Regions from separate parts of the Mus musculus genome. Here all the other regions are linked to region 1. A link is a contact called in public ChIA-PET and HiChIP or PLAC-seq data. All regions are on one chromosome and are shown on one strand. Each heading gives the region's core, a stretch centred on a gene start, on an enhancer-like site or on the middle of the called end of the contact. The rest is flanking DNA. Distances are from core to core; before and after follow the strand shown. Region 1 holds the start of Smim14 (small integral membrane protein 14). Region 2 holds the start of 9130230L23Rik (RIKEN cDNA 9130230L23 gene). Region 3 holds the start of 4930480C01Rik (a long non-coding RNA gene).

Region 1 (2,762 bases), core at 90-2,589:
CTACACAGGAGGAAAAGATTTGATACGAGGTCCGTTACTGCCCAAGGGCACACCCTTCAAAGATAGGGGTCTAAATTCCTAAGACTTCTTCCCAGATTTGATGGACAGCAATCAATCTGTTTCCTCGTTCCTTCCTGCTGCTTTCCACAGAAACACTATAAGTATCTTGGAGAGGGGGAAATGTCCCTTTTCGAAAACACGATGGAACATCCAGGCTTGGTTTTCTGGTCTGAGTGCGGAGGGCAAAAGGGTGGGCGGCTACACTGAAGGAATCTGCGCGAGCAGGGAGTCACCTGAAGCAGGAGCACGCAGCTGCTTCCCCTAACCTCCACAGCAGACACAGGGCAGCGAGCGTTTCCAGACTAGAACCCTTGGTAAACTGTAGGTTTTTCCCAATTCTGGTACGGATAGCTGCCAAGTGACACCACAACACAAAATCGGGAGGGTGTCTTCCACACATGCAGGTATAAATGCTTCCTGAAGCTCATCAGGCGCTCCAGCTGTAAACCCAGGGCACTCCATTACTAAGGCCGCATCCTCGGCTTTTCCAACTGGGGCAACTAAAAGCATCCTGCCGCCTCGCTACAGTTAGCAAGTATCATCTTGGCTAAAATCCTAACGTTTAAGCAGCCACTTCGGAAAACTTCGGCTTTAAGCAGCGACACGGATCTCAAACCATTGCCAGGCTGTTGCCCTGCATTCCTTCCGATAACGGTGCTGCTACCTGCTCCATTGTCAGCCCCGGCTCCACGTACTGAACCAACAGAACTGAACCAACAGAAAAGGGGAATCCTTTAAATCCGCAACACAATGGAGGCTAAAGAAGAGCTCTGGCTTTTAGGATGGCAGCTACCAACACACCACAACAAAAGGGCCCCGTCCGGGTGACTTCATCGAACCCACCAGGCAAACGCCACCGCCCGGCCTTCGGGGTGACTGTCCCTAACCCCCTGCACGCCCGCGCCGCCTATGGGGCCCTAAAAGTGAAAGCACCCGGACTGCGGGTGCCTGTGCAGCCCAGCTGCAGGCTGCCGGGCCAGCGGCTGCGGGCTCCCCGGGTGCAGCGCCCAGCCAAAGGCGCCCGCTCCGCCGCAGCGGTCCCCGGGTGCGCGCGGCCACAGAAGTGGCGACGCCAAGAGGGTCGCCGAGGAGGGCGGTGGGCCGGGGAGAGAGGGGGGGACGGGACACTCACCCGCCCAAAACAGCGGCGGGCGGGGAGGGTGGCGGCCGGGAGCGTTCCGGACGCCGCTGTCGCTGCCGATGCTGCTGGCCGCCGGCCTCCTCCCCTCTGTTTGGATTCGATAGACCACGTCACTCTTAGCCACGAGACCCGGATCTGCGGGCTCCCCGAGGGCGGCGCAACAGATTGTAGCACCCGGAGCCGCTCGTGACCCTACCTAGGGAGCATGCGCGTGTCGCGCGGGCCACCTGCGTCGGAGGGGGGCGGCTCCCGCAGCTCCGGCGCTGACGTGCGTGGGCGCGCCCGGCGTGGGGGAGGCAGTTCCGGTGTGGCGGGGTGGGGTTGCTCCACCGAGAAGGAAGGGCAACCCGGCTGTTAAGTTGTCCCACGTCGCCTCCGTGCTGTCTTCCGTGGTCATGATCATCTGACGTGTCTGTCTGTTTGTCGAGGGAATGGCTTCTGTCCACGGCGGTGTTTAGTCATACTTAGGCGGAGGGGCGCGCGCACAAATTGATGACTGCTGAGACCCGGTCTACCTGCAGAGGTGGCGGTGGGAGTTCATCATCAGGCACGCGTGAAAATCGGAACTCGAAGATTACAGAAGCATGTCAGCTGGGAGGTGGGGAGGGATGAGTGATCCTGATGACGTTCGGATTTTGGATTGGAAAACAGACCTAAATTAAGTTCAACCTTAACCTTAAAAGAGAGATGTTAGAAGCCGGATGTGATGGCTCAACAGCAGAAGCAGAGACAGGCTGGTTTGCAGAGCGAGTTGCAGGACAGCCAGGGCTGCATTGAGAAACCCTGGGGGAGTGGGTGGGAGTATGTGAATTTGAGCCCAGCCAGTGCAGCATAGAATATGTCTGGGTTTTTTTGTTTTTTGTTTTTAAAAGTGAGGGGAGCCTAGCCATGGGTTTGCCCTCCTAGTGGAGGAGGGAATGTGGCCAAAGGAGGTAGCAGCACACCATTCTTGGGCTTGGAAGTTAGGAAGCAGTATTTCAACAATCCAAAGACAGCTTAATTCCCATGTAAGAAAGGACGGGAAATACCAGCAAATTGAAGTGTGGAGCCTGATAAGCAAAAAGAGCACCTCTGGAAGCAGCTGTGGCAGCCGTAATTCTACAGATGTATCCAATGACCTCGAGGAACTCTGGACGAAACTAAGCATATTTTTATAAGAAAGTACAAGAAAAAAATTATCCTGAGAATCTAAAGTCTGGACAAAAAATAGTGAACGGCAGAAAACATCCACTTGGAATTTCATTTTCTTCCCTAATAGTTTAACAATCTGACAACAAAAAAAGAAAAACAAAACCCTTTAAAACAGTGCTGCACAGTCTGTCTTTGGCTACATGGTTCACAATCCGTGTTCTACTGAGGTATGGCCTGCTTTCTTTGGTAAGGTTACAAGTTAGAAAAGAAAACAAAACCCGACCAGCGAAAACAAGCAGGGGAGCTCTGTCTTCCCTGGTACACACTGTAACTACAAAATTTCAATGAAGAAACATCCCATATTTAAAACAGAGGAAAGAAACCTTCATGATTCTCAGTGGCTGAGCTGAGAAAAACAAAACTGCTCCGG
Region 2 (2,762 bases), core at 81-2,580, 510 kb after region 1:
TCTGGCTAGGAAGAGAACCCAAAGCTCATGAATTTAAAAGCTTGGGGCCTCAGACCCTTTTTTTTTTTTTTTTTGGGTTTTTTGGTTTTTCGAGACAGGGTTTCTCTGTATAGCCCTGGCTGTCCTGGAGCTCACTTTGTAGACCAGGCTGGCCTCGAACTCAGAAATCCGCCTGCCTCTGCCTCCCGAGTGCTGGGATTAAAGGCGTGCGCCACCACGCCCGGCTGGCTCAGACCCTTCTTAATGAGCGAGTTCTCTCAACTGCAGAGCAGCACCTTGGCCTTGACTGACAATAAAAAAAAATTACAGTGGGAAAACAAGGGTGTGCTCAAATAAGTAAAGGAAAAACAAAAAATAAAACAAAACAAAAAGACCAAACAAACAAACAAAACCACCACACATCATGGAAAACGAGCCCTTACACACAGTTCCAAATTTTCCATTCAAACAAACAAACAAACAAACAAACACAAACAAATCTTATGTATAGTCTCATTGACCTAGGATGGTCTGGAGCCACGTATGATGGTGCTTGTCTTTAATACAGCACTTGTGAGGCAGAGGCAGGTGGCTCTGATTGGATTCAGGGTCAGCCTGGTGTACATAGTGAGTTCCAGGACAGCCTGAGCAGCACACTAAGACCCTGCCTCAAAAAAAAAAAAAAAAAAAAAAAAAAAAAAAAAAAAAAAAAGGAAAAGGAAAGGAAAGGAAAGGAAAGGGAAGGGAAGGGAGGGGAGGGGAGGGGAGGGGAGGGGAGGGAAGGAAAAGAACAAGGAATTCTGTAGATGAATCGCCGCCAGTGCTTCCAATCTTCCCCAGGGACAGGTGAGAGAGAATCTTCCCACTTTCAGCCAAGGTCTAGTGTACTACACTCAGAGTGTTCAGCCTGCATGCCATTACTGAGTTACGGACCTCAGGACAGCATGGAGAATTATTCCCATCAGCCTTCAGTCTATCCCTTCATTACCTCTAAGCCAGGAGTCCTAAGCGTTGTCTATAACCTCCCATCTCTTACTTTAGAAAAACCATTTACAGTGCCTCTTTCCTTTTTAAGAAAAAGCTTTTGCCTCATCCAGCCAGTATTCAGGAAAAAAAAGTTGTCTTCTGAAACTGGTGTGTGCGTGTGTGTGTGTATGTGTGTGTGTGTGTGCACGCGTGCCCCCGTGGGCGTGTGTGAAATCTCCCCAAGCCCTACCAGTTTGGGACTAGAATCTCCGGGCCTCAAGCAACCATCGTCCTCCCTGTAAGTCCTCACCTTAGATGGCTTCTATCCCTCTAGGCAGTTTTCGCCACACCCAGATCTTGCCACCTGGTGCTCTGCCTTCTTTTCTAATCCTGGTGCCCCTTGTCCTACAGCTTTGAACTGGGTTCAAGGGGAGGGAATGAAGGAGCCTTCTCAGCTGTCAAAGGTCTTTGCTATCTGAGCGTTGCAAAAGCAAACAGTCTAATCTCTGTGTAGCTAGGCAGGGACAGAGTGAGGCAGACAATCTTGTTTGTCATAGAATAACAGAAGGCTAGAACCGGCCGCCTCTGAGATCTTCCGTCCCAAGATACACAAAGGAGGAAACCAAGACCCAGAGAGAGTGGAGTGGTCTGCCCAAGGTCGCACAGACCTGTTTAATACCTGCAACTTACTCAGCTACTAAATAATTAAGCAATGCTTCTCCCCGCAACAATCTTGCAGGCTAGGTATGGTGATTCATAGACAAGAAGTGGAAGCCGGGTGACTAGCCCAGGTCTCCCCTAGCTAAGCAGGAAGCCAGGTTTCCAACATACTCTTAGCTACCTGTATGAGCCTACATCACAAGAGTTGTGAGCATACCAGACTATCTAAAACAGGATTGGCACTTGACAATTGGTGTTCCCTAAGTGAGTGACCAATATACTGGGGGCGGGGGCGGGGCGAAGCGAAGTGTGGGGTGGGGGTGGGAGTAGGGGAGGGGATGGGAACAACACCTGGGCCCCACAGGCCTCTACGAGGGGGGCTGGGAAATGTTGAGGTTGGATCAGGTGCCAGGCACTGGGCTTTACTTCCTCATTCACTTTATCCCTGGCATTTCGCTGTGGAGGACACAGAAGAGTGAGGAGGTGAACTTCCTCACAAAACTGTGTAAAATCAGAGCAACAGAGCTCTGATGAATAGGATTGAACGGGGTCACGTTCCTCCGCCCCTCTTCCTACCGCCTGCCGCGTCTGTCTTTTCCTCTTCCCAGCGTCCACCAACCCAAGGCTTCACCGCAAAACTGTTGCTAGGTCCTCCTTCCCTTTGTCCCATTAAATGTTCTTTTCTGCAGACCACTCCCTGCCCCAGAGGCTACCTGATAAGCTGATTCCTGAGTGGCTTTCACAGGAAACCTGTTCTCCCTTTAGGTAACCCAGTTGACCTTTAAATGTCAAATCGTCAAGTTTCCAAGCAAACTGAGGAGAATGGGAGTGGGAAGCCAGGCAAGGTGTCACACAAAGTAAGGCTCATTTCCCTGTTCCTCGGTTTGTCCGGAGACTGTTCCTCCTTCCGCAGCCCCGCAGCCCCGAGGAGTTCAGCCCATGCAAAGCATAGAAGTGAAACTTATTTGCATCCTGTTCTCAAACAAAGGCCATACCTGTGGGACATTGGTTAATTCCCAACCACCCCTCCCCTCCCAACTCGGAAAGACTGAGGTCACGGTTCCAGCTTTGGTGCTGTAGGTGAGGTGGGGGGGGGGGTGAGGACACAGGACTTAGAAGTTCAGGGTTCTTCTGTTCCAGGACAGACAAGGCAAGGT
Region 3 (2,762 bases), core at 126-2,625, 460 kb after region 1:
AGAGCACCAGCTGCTCTTGCAGAATATTGGGGTTTGGTTTTCAGCACCCACATGATGGCTCACATCTGCCTATAACTTCAAGGGGCCCAACATCCTCTTTTGGCCTCTGAGGGCACCAGGAACACATATGGTTCACATACATGCACACAGGCAAACCACTAAAAAAAACCAAGAAAAGTAAAAATAAAGAGAAAATATCCCCAAGAGACAACAGTGGTTGTCTCTGATAATGAGATTATAGGAGACTTTTTGTGCCTCTAGATCGTTTGTTTTCATATTTTTCTTTTTTTTTTTTCTGGAATAAGCATGTATTATTTTGTGATGTGAAAGAAGAAAGGAGAGAGAGAGAGAGAGAAAACCATGCCATGCATGGCTGGCCTGAGTCACAAGCTGAATTCTCATGTTTAAATTAGTTTCAGAAACAAGGAGTGGTTTCTAGGCAACGGGCTTGGGAACTCATGGTCACTGCCATTGTTGCTACAGCGTGTGTGCGTGTCTTCGAGAAACTGCACTGGATGAATGCAGACCCGCTAAGGAGAAACAAGCTTTGCCACCCAGTTTTGGTCATGGGGACTTGAGTTACTGTGACCCTAGGGGCAGACAGTTGCCAACGATTTTTTTTTAATTTATTACTAATAAATGACTGAGTTAATGAGGATTGTCATAGGCGAGAAATCTGACAGAAATCTCAGTCATTTCAGAGGGTGTGGGAAACCGAGGGGGGGGGGGGAGCCAAAGCCAATGCCCCCACGCACACCACAATAGCTTTGCCGTGAACTCAGGCCGCCAGGGGCTGTGCCAGACAGATTGCATCTTAAGATGTGAAAAGATTGCTTCACAGTCTCTGTAGTCGTTTACTGTCATTACAGGCAATCCTGGGCAGCCAGGGGGCTTTTAATCGAGAGGAAACACTGAAAACTGGAACCAGGGCAATAAAAGCCTTGGCCCTCACTGTGGACTCTGAAGGGGGCGGAGCCAAGAACCTTATTGTTTCCAGGGCCCTTGTTCTTCCCCCAAGCGCCCACAGAAGGCGTTACTCAGCCCAGGAAGTGTATTCTGTTGACATTGACTACTATATTTTCAGCAAGAAAAGGCGAGTTTCTGAAAAAAATAGTGTCAGAGCTCGGCCCTCTTGTGGCAGAATCTCACATGGTCCAAGATGGCCTGGAACTCTATGTAGCTGGGGGATTGGGAGTGGGGGTGGGGCGATGGGGAGGGGGTGGGGGAAATGGGGGGTGGTGCTGGTCTTGGTTCACTTTATTGCTTCCTTACGCACCCATGATTCATATTCTTTCTCTTTCTCTCACTGTGTGATGTCACCTGCCATGTTATGACACAACACAAAGGCTCTCAGGAGATGCAGCTGCCTAAGATACTGGAACTGTGAGCTATATAACCTTCCTTTCTTTACAACGTATCCAGCCCTAAGTATTTTGTTACGGCAAATCAGACAAATAGAAGGACTAGTATTTACTCGGCCTTTTCTTATGAGGTAATTCTTCAGGACAGGCACGTTTTCATCTTTGTACTCTGGGCTTATCGTACATAGGCTGACCCTACATAGGTTTGTGCTTATCCACTACTCTTCTTGTTTTTTTGTCAGTGATGGGGGCTTCCGTATGGTAGGCAAACACTGTATGACTGAGCTACATCTCCATGTCTCACGGTCTTGAGTGACAAATGCAGCCTGCTTCAGTTTGAATGTGGTTTGAGTGTTCCCTTAAAGGTTTATGCTGGAAGCTACGCCCCCTAGTGGGCCAGTAAAGGATGACATAGAACATTTGAGAGTAGTGCAGTGGCCCGGAGATGGTCAGTGGTTTGTTAGGGGTAATTCACTTGGAGGGGATTCAGGGACTTTTCAGTGGTTTGTGGTGAAAGTCTAATTCTCTCTCTGGCTTCTTGTCTGGCAGTATGGTGGCCTCTGCCATGAGGTCTCTCTAGGACCCAACAGATACTGACACATGCCCTTGAATCTCTAGAGACTCGTGATCTCTGCCTCCTGTGACATCCCAGCCTGGGGCTCCATGGACTCCCTCTTTTCCTAACCTCTCATCGGGAAGATAAATCAACCCCATTCCCCTGTGGTCTACTCCCTCGGCAATACTTAACTCGTTTACCACAGCTTAGCTTACAAGTGTGCCTTTTTTTTTTCCAGACAGTCCACAAACGCACTGATAAAGCAAATATTCTCTTATGAGCCCTGTGCTCTGCTTTCAATAAATGTGTTCAGTACAGATTGAGTAGCGAGAGTTTTGTTGTTGTTTGTATAGGCAGGCTCTTGCCATGCAGCCCAGGCTGGTCTAAAACTCACGATCCCCCTGCCTCAGCCTCTCAAATACTGGGGTTACAGGCCTCTGCCACTAAGTTTGGGTTAGTCTTTAAATTCTTACAGAACTGACTTCCTAGTGTCTGTTCACACTGTAAACGTCTCTAGCCACCTCTCCTTGGCCAAACATTTATTCTTATTTAAAAAGGGTCACCACAATCCTTGATTCCTGTGGTGTTGCAGTTTGAGGTAGGTAAACCTGGAATCTTCTGCCCAGGAGCTTACAGTCTTGTGCATATATTGACTTGGCTGTTTTTCTGGATTTGGATCTAGGGTGGAGCCCACATCTGTTTAGCTTCTTCCATTCTGCCTGGAACCTGCCAGCTCCGAGGCCAAGCAGGGATCTGCTCTGACAAGCTGCGTGTGATGCTGGTGGGAACAAGTACCTGGTGTCTCTAGCAGAGCCTTTACTCCTTTGTACACCTGGCCTCTCAAG

Evidence for each region. ChIA-PET counts read pairs in DNA pulled down with a chosen protein or histone mark. HiChIP or PLAC-seq counts read pairs in DNA pulled down with a chosen protein or histone mark.
Region 2: a FOXA1 HiChIP or PLAC-seq map of pancreatic cancer cells shows a contact between it and region 1. The contact joins the promoter of 9130230L23Rik here to the promoter of Smim14 in region 1.
Region 3: a contact with region 1 is called in an RNA polymerase II ChIA-PET map of memory CD8 T cells, with 55 read pairs. The contact joins the promoter of 4930480C01Rik here to the promoter of Smim14 in region 1. A contact is called at or near these places in 11 of 484 Hi-C or Micro-C datasets (B cells, CD4 T cells, CD8 T cells and 6 more), 6 of 115 datasets of contacts at active chromatin or transcription factors (astrocytes, bone marrow-derived macrophages, cardiomyocytes and 3 more) and 1 of 9 other capture datasets (liver).

What each region holds. Positions count from the first base shown.
Region 1 is chr5:65,491,544-65,494,305 of GRCm38.p6, forward strand. It overlaps Smim14 (small integral membrane protein 14), which reads right to left and starts at 1,340. Exons shown (of 5, transcript NM_133697.4): 1 at 1,193-1,340.
Region 2 is chr5:66,002,955-66,005,716 of GRCm38.p6, forward strand. 9130230L23Rik (RIKEN cDNA 9130230L23 gene) reads right to left here and starts at 1,331. Exons shown (of 7, transcript NR_027961.1): 1 at 1,256-1,331.
Region 3 is chr5:65,949,968-65,952,729 of GRCm38.p6, forward strand. It overlaps 4930480C01Rik (a long non-coding RNA gene), which reads left to right and starts at 1,376. Exons shown (of 2, transcript XR_376988.3): 1 at 1,376-1,492; 2 at 1,911-2,240. It also overlaps a transcript of Chrna9 not described here.